Regions from separate parts of the Rattus norvegicus genome. Here regions 2 and 3 are each linked to region 1. The links are chromatin contacts, called in public Hi-C maps. All regions are on one chromosome and are shown on one strand. The core of a region is the stretch at or near the end of the contact, and the rest is flanking DNA. Distances in the headings are between cores, read along the strand shown. Region 1 has its middle 42 kb from the start of Trnai-uau2. Region 2 overlaps LOC134479316 (a long non-coding RNA gene). Region 3 overlaps LOC134479093 (a long non-coding RNA gene).

Region 1 (3,895 bases), core at 747-3,246:
AGTTTAAGTTTGGAATTCTGGGGACTCTTGAGAGGTTATAAAAAATGCCAGAGCCCGGAGAGCCTGTGGAGGCTGCTGCTGGTTCCTGCCGCTGCTTTTGCTATTGGCTGTTTTGCTGTTTGGGTGGATTGCTGGTCGGAGATATCTTGACAGTGAACACTGGACTTGCCCCTAGACACTCAATGCCCTAATCATCAGGGAGTAGTCTAAAGAGATCTATGCCCCTTTCCCCTTTAAACTTTCTTCTACCAGTGTTGAGGGGTGGAAGGGATTGGGGTGGAGAAGGGGAGTAAATATCAGGATCCAGTATAGTAGCCAGAAGTACAGTTACACGTCCCGTGGAGATCCAGGCCTTCTGAGCAGCCTGCTGACTTACCTCTTCACTCTCGCCAGTATCAGAATCGGCATCCTTGGGGCTGAGCCCTGAACAGGAGCTCACCCCTTCTGTGTGGTGGGCACCAGGTCTAGACCCTGCCTGCCTGAAGCCTCACTGGTGAGCAGACTCTGAGGTTTACCAGGCTCCCTAGGGGCCATTGCTACATGAGGTTGGGGATAGGTGGAAAAGGCAGTGAACAGATTTCAACTCGTGCCTCCTGGAAACCACATCAAATGGTGCAGCTAGGAATTAATAAATAAATTTGGGAGACAAGTCAATTACCCTCCCCCTGTGCCCCTGTCCCCAGGGGCAAACAGCGGCAAGTGGTTCCCAGACTCAGCATGCTGCCTTCCCCAGGGCAGGACAACCACTGCAGCTGGCTTCTGTCAGATTAGCTGAGCAAGATGTGACAGGCCTCTGTCCTCTGGGGAAATCACTCCTTTCCTGGGAGGTGGTGAGGACATTCCCAGGTTGCTCTGTTCCTGCCCTTTCCCCGCACACTCCTGGTTTTACCACTTTATATTGAAAAAAAAAAAACCAAAAAACAAAACTCAGACACTGACTTCTTGTTGCTTTTGAAAACACATATTCACTCTGCAAATGTGGAGCAAAGCCCGTTAGCTATGTGGTAGAGGCTTTGCTGGGTTGGAGAATCTTGGAGACACAGCTCTGCCTGTGAAGAGTTTACCAGTGTGTGTGTGTGTGTGTGTGTGTGTGTGTGTGTGTGTGTGTGCAGGATGTGTGTATCAGGCAATGTGATTCCATATAGTGAATTTTTTTGGACTAAAAAAGTGGGGAGTTCCTAGCTTAGTCTAAAAGGCTCCCCGGAGAGCCCTCTGAGAAGGTGATGTGAAACAAGCTGTTACTTTGACGGGTGGAAAGTGCTGCAAGTTTTACAGAGCTGGGGAATGGAGGTGAAGTGAGAGAGGGGGCTTTGAAGTGATTCAGCTGGAAGGATCCAGATGTGAAAGGGACAGAGTTGGGCTGGGGTGACGAGGGAGGGGAGGAGCTACAGGTACCTGATGACAGGGTTTCAGGGTTTCATCAGAGACAGACAGACAGACATAGAGACAGAAAGACAGACAGACTGAGAGAGAGAGACAGAGAGAGAGAGAGAGACAGACAGAGAGAGAGAGAGAGAGAGAGAGAGAGAGAGAGAGAGAGAGAGAGAGAGAGAGAGAGATGGGATTTAGGTTCCTTTCAGCTTTGTGTACACTGTGCACAGGGTGTTATTTCTACATCAAACAATTCCGTGGAGTCCACCAGACGCAGAGAATAGCAATCTCCTCTCTGTTCAGCATTAGGGAAAATGAGTCCTCCAACCTTTGCTGCCTCTGAATTTTCTCAGCTTGCATCAATTAGACAAGTTCTTTAGATTGATGCTCTCCTCTTGTTTATTGTGCACGAAGATGACTTGGGACATCGAGTCAACTGTGGGTGTTTGGTGTCTGTCGTGGAGGCTGGGGTTCTACAGGGCTCCGCAATGTGCATTTTTAACAAGCTCCATGGGTCAGAGAGCACATTTTGAAAAACACGTTCCCAGAAGCTGATCACGTCCTCCCAGGGAACGTGCTTGTGACTGAGGCTGCCACCAGATGGCAGTACTGCTTCGTGATGCTCTAATTAGACTCCCGGGTTTTCCTTCTTCAACTGGGGGTGGTGGTCGCTGGCCCAGAGACAGACAGTTCTGGGTTTGTTGTTTTGCAAGAATGTGTAGAAATGAGGCTGGGTTGGTGAGGAACGCTCAGCTGCTTGTGGGGTGGGGAGTGGTGCTGAGGCTGGAAGATTGCAAGTTCAAGACCTGCTTGGGCTACAGAGTGAGAAGGTCATCAGGGAGTGCAGGTCAGGGGCACTGCACTCGCTTAGCGCCCACTCAAAGAACAAACAGATAATGAAGATTAAAACAAGTTAGTCATCAAAGCGTAAATTTCAAAAAAGTTTAAATTTCATTTTCAGCCAGCAGAGCTGAGCTTTCCATGCAGAAATCTCCTGTCCTGCGCTCATTCTGATCACCTGAAATCTGCGAGGCTCAACGAGCACATGGACTTAGTTCTTATTGGTATTATTGTTTGGAATGTCCCCGTCTTTATCACGGGATAGAGTCGCTTTTTCATGCCCATTATTAAATGACTGAGGCAGGGATGGGATGTATCCCTTGGGGTCTTTGAGCAGGGTAGTGACAGGGGCACCTCAGCTTTCAAACACAGCTCTTGGTTTATACTTGATTGACATGGTGGTCCTGGTGACCTGGCTTAAATTGGAAACTGGCTGGACAGGGTCCAAAAGTCCATTAAATGATGATCTGAATTAGTGACTTCTAGTGCCAGCTCTAGGGTGTCCTGTTATTCGATGGTGCCCTGTCTGCTGGACTTCCCTAGTGCGGTCACTGAGAAACATCTCCAGCCCCTTTTTGGGGACGGGGTTGCTCTCCGAAAAACTCAGAGTGTATAAATACTATGGTCTCTTTCTTATCCCTAGTCAGCAGCTTTGGCTGATTCTTTCTTTCTTTCTTTTTTTTTTTTTTTTTTTTTTCCGGAGCTGAGGATCGAACCCAGGGCCTTGCGCTTGCTAGGCAAGTGCTCTACCTCTGAGCTAAATCCCCAGCCCCACTTTGGCTGATTCTAAGTGACCATTGTTGGTACCAGGAGAGATGGGGACTCCCGGTGTCCTGCTTTCTCTACATCCTGTTTTCAACTGCATCTCTGTTTTCCTTCCCCTCCCTCCTCTTGCTTCTTCTCCTTTTCTCTCCTTTCTTGTTCTGTGCGCTCTCTCTCTCTCTCTCTCTCTCTCTCTCTCTCTCTCTCTCTCGTTTCCAAGAAGGTCTTGATGTGTAGCCCAGGCTCACTTGCCTTATTCTTAGGCTCCCCTATTTCAGACTCCCAGATTCTGGGGTTACTGGAGAGTACAACACACCTGCCCACGGTGGCTTTTAAAACTAGGGAAAAACAAGACAAGAACAATATAAAAATCTATTATTGTGGGGCTGGGGACTTAGCTCAGTGGTAGAGCGCTTACCTAGGAAGCGCAAGGCCCTGGGTTTGGTCCCCAGCTCTGAAAAAAAGAACCAAAAAAAATCTATTATTGTTATTATTATTATTATTATTATTTATTTTAAAAGAATTATTTATTTTAAGTATATGAGTACACTGTCACTGTCTTCAGACACACCAGAAGAGGGCATCAGATCCCATTACAGATGGTTGTGAGCCACCATGTGGTTGCTGGGATTTGAACTCAGGATCTCTGGAAGAGCAGCCAGTGCTCTTAAATGCTGAGCCATCTCTCCAGCTGGAAATCTCTTATTTTTATTGTCCACCACCATTTCATGTAGAAATTGTATCTTGAGTTAGGTAAATTTGTTGTTTGAATTCATCTCACCAGTTTCTTTTTACTTTTCTAATTGTGACTTCTAGAAAATTTCAAATTGTAGGATATCTTGCATTCTATTCTATAGGCCACACATCGAAATTCATGTTTTAATTGGAAATTAAATGAATAAAGAGCCAAAGTTTGTTGGCC
Region 2 (4,295 bases), core at 887-3,386, 130 kb after region 1:
TGAGAGTACAGGCATGGGCCACTGCAGAGAGGAAGGACAAGAGGTACCTAACAGCAGTGTCCCCAGAGGCCTTCTTCATGTGGTTCTGGGTAACTTGAATGCCTCTGGTTCCCGAACTCAGGAAGAGAGAACTGTCTACTGGGCTACTCTTACATGATCAAGGCACACAGCTCCTGGAAGGAGTCCAAGTAAGCCAGGGGCAGTGATTCATGTCCTTCTATGGCTCCAGCATTCACAGGCCACCTGGCTAAGGACAGAGCCATGGCCTTCTTCACTCTGTGGGGCTCCTGCAACTGAGCCAGAGACTCGAGCCACATGTAGGGCACTGGGGTATACTTGAGCTGGCTAGGTTTGTTTTGTTTTGTTTTTTGTCAGCTTGACACAAGCCAGGGTCCTCTAGGGAAGGGGGAACTGACCTATAGGCAAACCTGTGGTGTATTTTCTTGATTGATCATTGATGTAGGAGGTCCCAGTCCACTGTGGGTGGTGCCAGTCCTGGACAGATTACCCACCTGTACATATGTACACCAGATAACGCGTATCCTTGGAGACCAGAAGAGGGCATCGGGTCCCCTAGGGCTGGACTTACATATGGCAGCGAGTCAAGAGGCAGATGTTAGGAACCAAACCCCAGTCCTCCATAAGAGCTGCAAATGCTCTTAGTCACTGACCTATCCATCTTTCCAGCTCAAAATGGATTATTCTTTTCCTCTGTGTAAAAGCCCAGAGACAAACAGTTTAGGGCCAAAACAGAAGCAAGGACTCAGGCTGCTTCTGATTGTCTTGCTCCAGTACCGTTCCTTTGCCTGTATTCTCGCATACATGACCCAAGATATGACCTCACATACATGACCTCACACTGGCTTGTAGCCTGTACCATGTAGGAGAAAGAGGCCAGGGGAGCCCGACTCCCTCCTTTTAAAGGCACCATGAGTAAGCTGCACACATTGCTTTGCTCACACCAGAACTTTTACACTCATGGATTGCAGACCCCTAGCTGCAAAGGAATCTGGGAAATGTAGGGTTCTTGGTTTTGGTTTTCGCCAAGAAGACATGTATCCAGAAAAAGAAAAAGGAAAAACCTTTAATTTCTTTTAAATTATAAATATGTGTTAGTGTCTGTGTGTGTCTGTGCTTACAGGTACCCAAGGAGGTCAGAGAGGTCAGAGCTCCTCAAAGGTAGCGTTATACGGGTATTTTGAGCCACCAGATATGGTTGCTAAGAACCAAAGTCCAGTCTTCTGTAAGAGAAGTATGTACTCTTAACCACTAAACCATCTCTCCAGCTCCAGGAAAGACTTTCAATCTATGAGAGAAAAGGCAACATTGTTATGGGGGTCAACCAGCAGCTGTGTCACAGGAGACCCCAAGTGTACAGCAAGGAGATATTCTCACATGTGTCTGACAATGGGTGGGACAAAGACTCGGGGAAAATTACATCAACACATCTCCCTGGCTAGAGAGCCTGGCCCAGATCTGGTCACATAGTTTGAGGGGAGCCTACAAGAAGTCCTTACAAACTCTCTAACCAAACCAGGTGACCAGTGATAACATTTTCTTTCTAGTCATGAAACCACGAGCGTGACCCCGATCTGGGTTACGTGGTTATGTTTCTCTCCCTAGGTTGGGAGGGATGCACAGCCTATCTGCAGAAGAATGGGATGCCAGCCCCTGAGACACGTAAGGAAGATGCAGAAGATGTCCTTGCCAGCCGGCTGGCCTCAGCCTCCTATCCTTCTCCATCCTTGCCCCACTTGAGGATTACTCAAGACGACTTTCCTCCCAAGCCCATTCAAGTTGAATTTTGGCCCTTTTCAGCCTAGAGTCTTGCCTTAGTACTGACAGTGGCATTTCCCCCCTGGAGGAATGAGTGGATTTGTGGGTTGAGAGCACAGCTGACATTGAACACAGGATAAAAGCTTGTGGGTTTCCCCGAGCTGACTCTTCTTGCTGCCGGCTGGCCCCACTGCACCTTCAAGTTACCACAGAGCACACCTTGCAGGGTAGGCTGCTGGGCCTCTCTCCTTTTCCCAGCCAGCCCTGCTTCCTGATCAGCCCCACCCTCAGGCTTGCTCTGGCAGGCCCAGCCTTGAGGAGGGGGCGAGTAGTGGCAACCGTCAACAAGGACTGCATTCTGGGCCGCTGCTGACTGTTATCAGCTAAGCCTGGGCTCTGACTCACCTGCCTCTGTGGGCAGCCTGTGGATGTGGGTGGTGTTTGATTTGCCTCCAGGCTTCCCTTTGCCGGGACCTGTGAGTGGAGGTGGACCCTAAACAGAGGCCCATTGTTCCTTTCCCCTCCAGAGTCAGGCTCTTTCCAGGACTTCCCTGAGCTGTCTTTTGTTGCTCATCCTCCGCCCTCTGGCCCCCAGCCCTCTGGCTTATCCTTAACATTCCCTTCACCAGCAGCCAGGGGTGGTGATTGGTGAAAGAAGGAGATACCCATGGAGTGGACTCCAATGCAATCAGAAGGAAACATCTGAACCCATGACCTTTCCACCTACTGCAGACGTGTGTGTGTGTGTACACGCTCACAAACACGCTTTTTATTTTAAACCATGATGGGTATGGGTCAACCTCTTGGGGCATCTTTTAAATTCAGATTACAGATCTCTGGGCTTTCTTCTTGGCGGTACCGTTCCGGGTCTGTCGCTGTTGCCTCAGAGATCCTCTGGTGGTGTGCTCTGTCTACCTGACAGAAAAGAGCAAGGCGAGAGTCAGAAAATAAAAAAAGGATGATTCCAGCATCTTACGTCTTTGAAGAGCATTTGGACTTTTCCTCCTGAAGGCCGTTCCCATCACTCCCTTCTTCTGAGAAGAAGTCAGCTCTCCTCTGGGCACCATTCTCACAAACAAGTGGACTTTCCTAGACCTATACTATGTTTCCAGTCCTACATGCCACCCTCGCAGTGGTTCATCGTCTCTTTTCTTAGGTAGATACGGGACAGTCCAGTTTGGAAGTGGCTCAAACCGACATTTACAGCCAAGCTGATCACAGACTGAGTGTGTCTTTGCGTGTGCTCATGCGCATGTGCATCATGTAGTCCAGACTGGCCCAGAACTCACTGTATTACCTTGAACTTCCGGTCCTGCTGCCTCCACTTCCTGTATGCCAGAGTCACGGTTACGCACCCCCTCACCACTCACCACGTTCAGTCTCATGCAGTGCTGCGACTCTAATCCAGGGCTTTGTGCACAGTAGGCAAGCACTCTACCAGCCGAGCCCTTGCTCCATCAGCTAAGGAATCTAAAGTGCGTCACACCACGAACACGCTCGACATGTGGCATGTGAGCAGAGGCCCTGGGAAACACGGCCGTACTGCGCAGAATCAGGCCGGCCAAACCAGTATTTGTTTGCTGTCAGTTCCACTTCTAACCTGGAAGAAATTATTTCTGCCTCCGCAAGTGGGGGTGTAGACAGAGAGGAGGGCACCTTCTGATACCGTCACTTCCTCTGTGAAGTTCAACTGCTCCCCCGGCCACACAAACAAAACCTCTAGACCCCGCTGAAGCCCCTTAGAGATCGGCTGTCACAGTACTAACTGCACCTCTCTTGCAGCGAGGCTAACTGGCCCACGACAGGGTTCGTGGCATGATTTTTCTCGTCATCTTATGTCTCCAGTGGTTCACAATGCCTCCTAGAGATGGCTTCGGCTTGACATTAACCACTGAGTAGTCTGCCTCATTTAATCACCCTGCTACAAAATCTCTGAAGAAACAGAGCTGCTGCTCCCACTGAGCCACGTTCAGAATTTAATTTCATCCACCTTGCTCCAAGGCTCCGACTTTCACTCCCCTTGAACATCCATGAGGAGACAAGGAGATCATAACACAGGAAGTGTGACATGAACTATAACAAGTCAGAAACCCAGTGGCAGCAAGGAGAGAGGTTGGGTCCCTCCTCTTACTAGAAAACAGCACGAGGGGGGAAGAAGGGAAGAGGAGACACCGGCCTGGGTTCCCTGTATGTGCAAGGTGAAGCCTTGCCGAAAACAGAGCAGTTTGGATGCGGCCAGGCCACGGCCCCTTCTCTATGTAATACAGGACACACTAGGAGGGGCAGGGTGAGCCTAGGTCCGGAAGAAGCCTGGAGATATTTTCGCGTGGAATCTCTCCTTCTGCACTGGAGTGGAAGCAGCAGAAAATCACACGGGCCAGGTGAAAGCAACAACAAGGAGTTCGCCCGCTAACCCTGAGCTCCTGCCTCTCCCTCCTCCCCTCAGCATCGCAGACTTTGGGGACTGTTCCTGACTCCACCAGCAGAGGTCTCCAGAGCAGAGGGCTAGAGGGCTTGGG
Region 3 (4,326 bases), core at 1,318-3,817, 180 kb after region 1:
TTCCTAGGTAAGCGCTCTACCACTGAGCTAAATCCCCAGCCCCTTGTGTTCATTTCTTATCCATCTTCTGATCACCTACACCCCATGCCTTTGGAATTGCAGTAAATTCGGAGTCCTGAGCCCCTCCACCCTACTCAGTGAAACCCAGAACATGCATTTTCAGTACAGTCCAACAGGACTGTGGAAACTCTCTCCTTCCCATGCTAAGCCCTCTTGCCAGGATCCGCCTCTCTCGCAGCAAAAAAGCCTGGGGGGGGGGGGACCCTCCCTGTTAGAACCCCTACTGTCCCAGTTTTCCTCCCGTGGGTGAGGACCCTGCCCCTATAAATGGCCTTGTCAGAGAAGATTTTAGAAGGTAAAGACAAGCCAGCTTAGAGCAGAGTTGTGATGGGGGCACTGGGTGAGGACAGAGGCTGAACTTCCCAGACAAAGAACAAGGCTTAATCATATTGCCCAAGGGCTACGATCCAGCTCTGCCCAGAGCCTTGAAGAGACTGAGAAATAAGCCATTTGTTCCTCTTTGGCGTGGGAAGAGCTCTGGTTAGAGAGGCAGCCTGGTCTGCACGTAAGGCTCAGCTCAGGCCTCCCCGGCTGTGTGACCTTGAACACTGACTTCATCTTCTGTGGTGCTCGGTTCCCCCCTGAGACAGAAAGCATTCATCACACAGCCCTTATAAAGAGTAGACACAGTGACATAAGGACTGCTCTGGGCTGCTGCTTGTTGAATGTGTGAGTGGGTAAGTAAAAGAGAATAGAGGGGGCTGGGGAGATGGCTCACCAGTTAAGAGTGTGTGCTGCTCTTACAGAGGACCCCACTTTGGTTCCCAGCACCCACATAGTTCACTATCATTCCAGGAGAGATCCATGTCTTCTTCTGACCTCCAAGGGCACAGGCATACATGTGGTTCACATACATGCAGGCACTCACTCCCATACATAAAATAAAATTTGAAAAAGTGGATGGATGGAGGGATGGATGGAAGGATGGATAGATGGATGAACGTATGGATGGATATATAGATGGATGGATGGATGGACGGACGGATGGATATATAGATGGATAAATGGATAGATGGATGGATGGATGGATGATACTGGGATGGATGCATGGACAGATGGGACAGACAGATGGATGGATGAATGAATGGGTGGATGGATGGATGGATGGATAGACAGATGGACAGATGATGGATGGACAGATACATGGATGGACAAATGGATGGATGGATGAATGGATGGATGGATGATAATGGGATGGATGCATGGACAGATGGACAGACAGATGGATGGATGGATGGATGCATGGATGGATGATGGATGGATGGATGGATAGACGAATGGACAGATGATGGATGGACAGATACATGGATGGACAAATGGACGGATGGATGGATGGATGGATAGACAGGTGGATGGATAGACAGATGGATAAATAGATGAATGGATGAATGGTCCATTCCTTCTTCCAGTTCTCCCAAAGTCCCTCTCTCAGCCATCATGCTGATGTCAAGGCTTTCTTATGTGGCACCAGGACTCCTTCGTGCAGGGTACACATATATCAGGACACAGCAGCAAACTGCTGGCTCAGCTCAGGACACCTCTCTGGCCAGTATCTCAGCACAGCCCTGTGTGTAGACCTGTTTGGAAAAATCAGGTGTGTGGGTGGGACACAGATTTGGGTCCAGGAAGACAAGGCGGAGAGAGTTAGCAGGTGGCCATAGCTAAACAAGAGAAAGCAGTCCTATGCGGAGTATCCGGAGAAGATTCGTGAAGAGGTGACTTCTCGGTCTTTAAGAATGGGTGTGGGGTTGGGGATTTAGCTCAGCGGAAGAGCGCTTGCCTAGCGAGCGCAAGGCCCTGGGTTCGGTCCCCAGCTCCGAAAAAAAGAAAAAAGAAGAAGAAGAAGAAGAAGAAGAAGAAGAAGAAGAAGAAGAAGAAGAAGAAGAAGAAGAAGAAGAAGAAAAAGAATGGGAGCACCCAAGCTGGAAGAAGAGTGGTCCAAGGAGAGAGAACAACCTAAGCAAAGGCAGGTAGGGTGAAAGGGGTAAATATGTCTGGTAGGAGCCCAGGTAGAGAAAGGGATTTGAAGTATCGTGACTTAGGGAGGCTATGGTACAAATGGGGAATGAGAAAGCAAGAACTGATAGATGCAGATTCAAGCAGAGTTCGGGGCCATGGTCAGGGTCTGGTCTCTCCGACTCCCTGCAAGTCTTAGACCACAGCCACTTTCGGATCCCCTTTTCTCCCTTCCCAGCAGGCATTGGCGAGCCCTAGACTGAGTGGAAGGGGTTATCTGCTGGCTCTTCAGAAATTCAGAGCATTGGGGTGGTCTGTGCTCTTAGTAGCCATCAGTATTTGTAAAGCTGCATAGACCATCACTGACTAGAAAGGAAGAGATGGAGAGGCCCAGGCCCTGTATGCTGCAGTCTGGGCTCTGCTGGTGTGCGTGTGAGGGTGAGGTGCTCAGACACATGCAACTTCTCCTCTGGTCACAGATTCCCTTACTTCCTGCAGCCTGCAATCAGCAGGTCTCTCCCCTCCTCTGCACTTTCCCCAGCTAACCCAAGCCACACAGATCACTGCCAACCAGCCAGCCAGCCAGCCAGCCAGCCGGCTGGCCAGCGGGCGGGTCTTATTTCCCTGGAATGTTGGCATCAAACTCAAGATCGGAAATGAACTCATTATCTGATTATTTTTATTTATGAAAATATAACTGCTCAGGGAGAGGCCTTTCTTGAATAGTTCTCTGAGTGGATGAGTAATCTCTCCCCTTCACAGACACTCATTAAAAGCTTCAAATGCTCAGAGCCCTTTTCATGCACACACATCTATACTCCTATACACATGGACAAGTTACAGAGAGAGAGAGAGAGAGAGAGAGAGAGAGAGAGAGAGAGAAGCTTCATGTTGCGGCAAGAAGCTGTTTTCAGGTGTACAGACATCACACGGAGATGTGGTCTGGCATACAATAGTCTCTTTGAGGTCAAGGACTTTGTGTCGTTTATCCACTGTGGAAACCCCAGTGGTACCTAATAGGCAATTAGTAAATACTTGCAGAATGAATGAACAGATAGCTAAGTAATAGGTGTTTGTATTCACAGAGACATTACTCAGACACACGCTTACAAGCATGCACACCCGCTTCTCTCTCTTCCAGGAACAAAAGCGGAGAACCCCTCACTCCACAGCCTGAAGTCTTCATACCATGAACACAGCTGAAAGCAAGCCATCTAGAATCTTCCAGTAAAGATGTCCACTGTCAGTTGCTCAGAGGTCAAAGCAGTGCTTCCCCTGAGCCACTAAGGCTCCCTACAAGCTCAAAGCCATCTGAGAGTCTCCAAACCTAAGACCAGACGTGTCAGTCTTGCCAAGGAAGCCTAAGGGGGTTAGTGAGGGCAAACGATTTTCCAGGAATGTTCTGTGAGAGCTTCCCACTCTCGCCCATGCTTGGCTGGATCACAGGTCAGTCTTGGCATGAGTCTTAGGCAATACCAGTCCCCCAGGCTCAAGCCTACTCCCCACCCCTCACAGTTATGACCCAGGATATCCACGGCCTATGGCCATCTTTCTGGGAGCAGCCAGGCTGGAGGCGAGGCATGGGAGACAAGCCTACAGAGGGGCTTTCTGGAGGCTCATCTGAGAGCAGAGCCTTGTAGCAATCCCCAGGTGCTCCCCTCTAAAGCTGGCTGAAAGGTCTCTGGATGAGAAGAAGGCTGACTTGAGGTGGCATTCCTGTTGGTCACATGACTTCAAACATGTCAATGGCCCTGGAGCTCCAGCTAGCTTCAGTATCTGGGACAGTTTCATCTTCCTGTCTGGGGTTCCTCCCCTTCCTAGACCCCACTGCTCTCTGACATTCACTGAGGAAAAGAAGGCACAGATCAGTCAGGCCTGGTGGCTTTAACCCAGCCCTAGGGAGGCTGACAAAGTCAGAGCTCTAAATTCAAGGCCAGCCTGATCTACAGAGCGAGTTCCTGGACAGGGCTACACAGAGACAGAAAGACCCTGAAAAAAAATAATAAAAGTAAAATAGAATCCACCTCTCCTCCTGGCATATTTCAAGCCTTGTCTCATGGCCCCTTAGAGAGATGGGGGCACTGCGGGCCTCGTCCTCCAGGTCTTCACATCCATTAGTGCGAAACTGCTACCTGATCTACCAAGAAGCTACACCTAGAGGACACTAAAGACAATGCCAACTTGTTTGGCTAACACCACTCGGTCCCAAAGCTGAGCTAGAGAGACGTATTCTGCTCAACGTGTTCTGTACCCGAAAGAAACGTGTATGTCCACAAGTAGGTGTGCACACGAATGTTTCAATCATGGAGG

What was found. A called contact is a pair of places that touch in the nucleus more often than the background predicts.
Region 2: a contact with region 1 is called in a Hi-C map of Schwann cells, with 9 times the contacts expected there. The contact joins two enhancer-like sites. A contact is called at or near these places in 4 of 12 Hi-C or Micro-C datasets (the A7r5 cell line, the Rat2 cell line, Schwann cells and 1 more).
Region 3: a Hi-C map of Schwann cells shows a contact between it and region 1, with 5 times the contacts expected there. The contact joins two enhancer-like sites. A contact is called at or near these places in 1 of 12 Hi-C or Micro-C datasets (Schwann cells) and 1 of 1 datasets of contacts at active chromatin or transcription factors (oligodendrocytes).

What each region holds. Positions count from the first base shown.
Region 1 is chr6:16,538,937-16,542,831 of GRCr8, reverse strand. No RefSeq gene overlaps it. Among named protein-coding and RNA genes, the nearest start is that of Trnai-uau2, 42 kb to the left of the region's middle. Within about 2 kb of position 1,996, at least 4 of the 93 cell types and tissues checked have an H3K27ac peak or open chromatin away from gene starts, as enhancers often do. A contact at or near this core is called in Schwann cells, where this site is marked.
Region 2 is chr6:16,409,667-16,413,961 of GRCr8, reverse strand. LOC134479316 (a long non-coding RNA gene) reads right to left here. Exons shown (of 3, transcript XR_010052475.1): 3 at 713-2,691. Among named protein-coding and RNA genes, the nearest start is that of Zfp36l2, 170 kb to the right of the region's middle. Within about 2 kb of position 2,136, at least 11 of the 93 cell types and tissues checked have an H3K27ac peak or open chromatin away from gene starts, as enhancers often do. A contact at or near this core is called in Schwann cells, where this site is marked.
Region 3 is chr6:16,357,547-16,361,872 of GRCr8, reverse strand. It overlaps LOC134479093 (a long non-coding RNA gene), which reads left to right. Exons shown (of 4, transcript XR_010052164.1): 3 at 1-2,030; 4 at 3,158-4,326. Among named protein-coding and RNA genes, the nearest start is that of Zfp36l2, 120 kb to the right of the region's middle. Within about 2 kb of position 2,567, at least 46 of the 93 cell types and tissues checked have an H3K27ac peak or open chromatin away from gene starts, as enhancers often do. A contact at or near this core is called in Schwann cells, where this site is marked.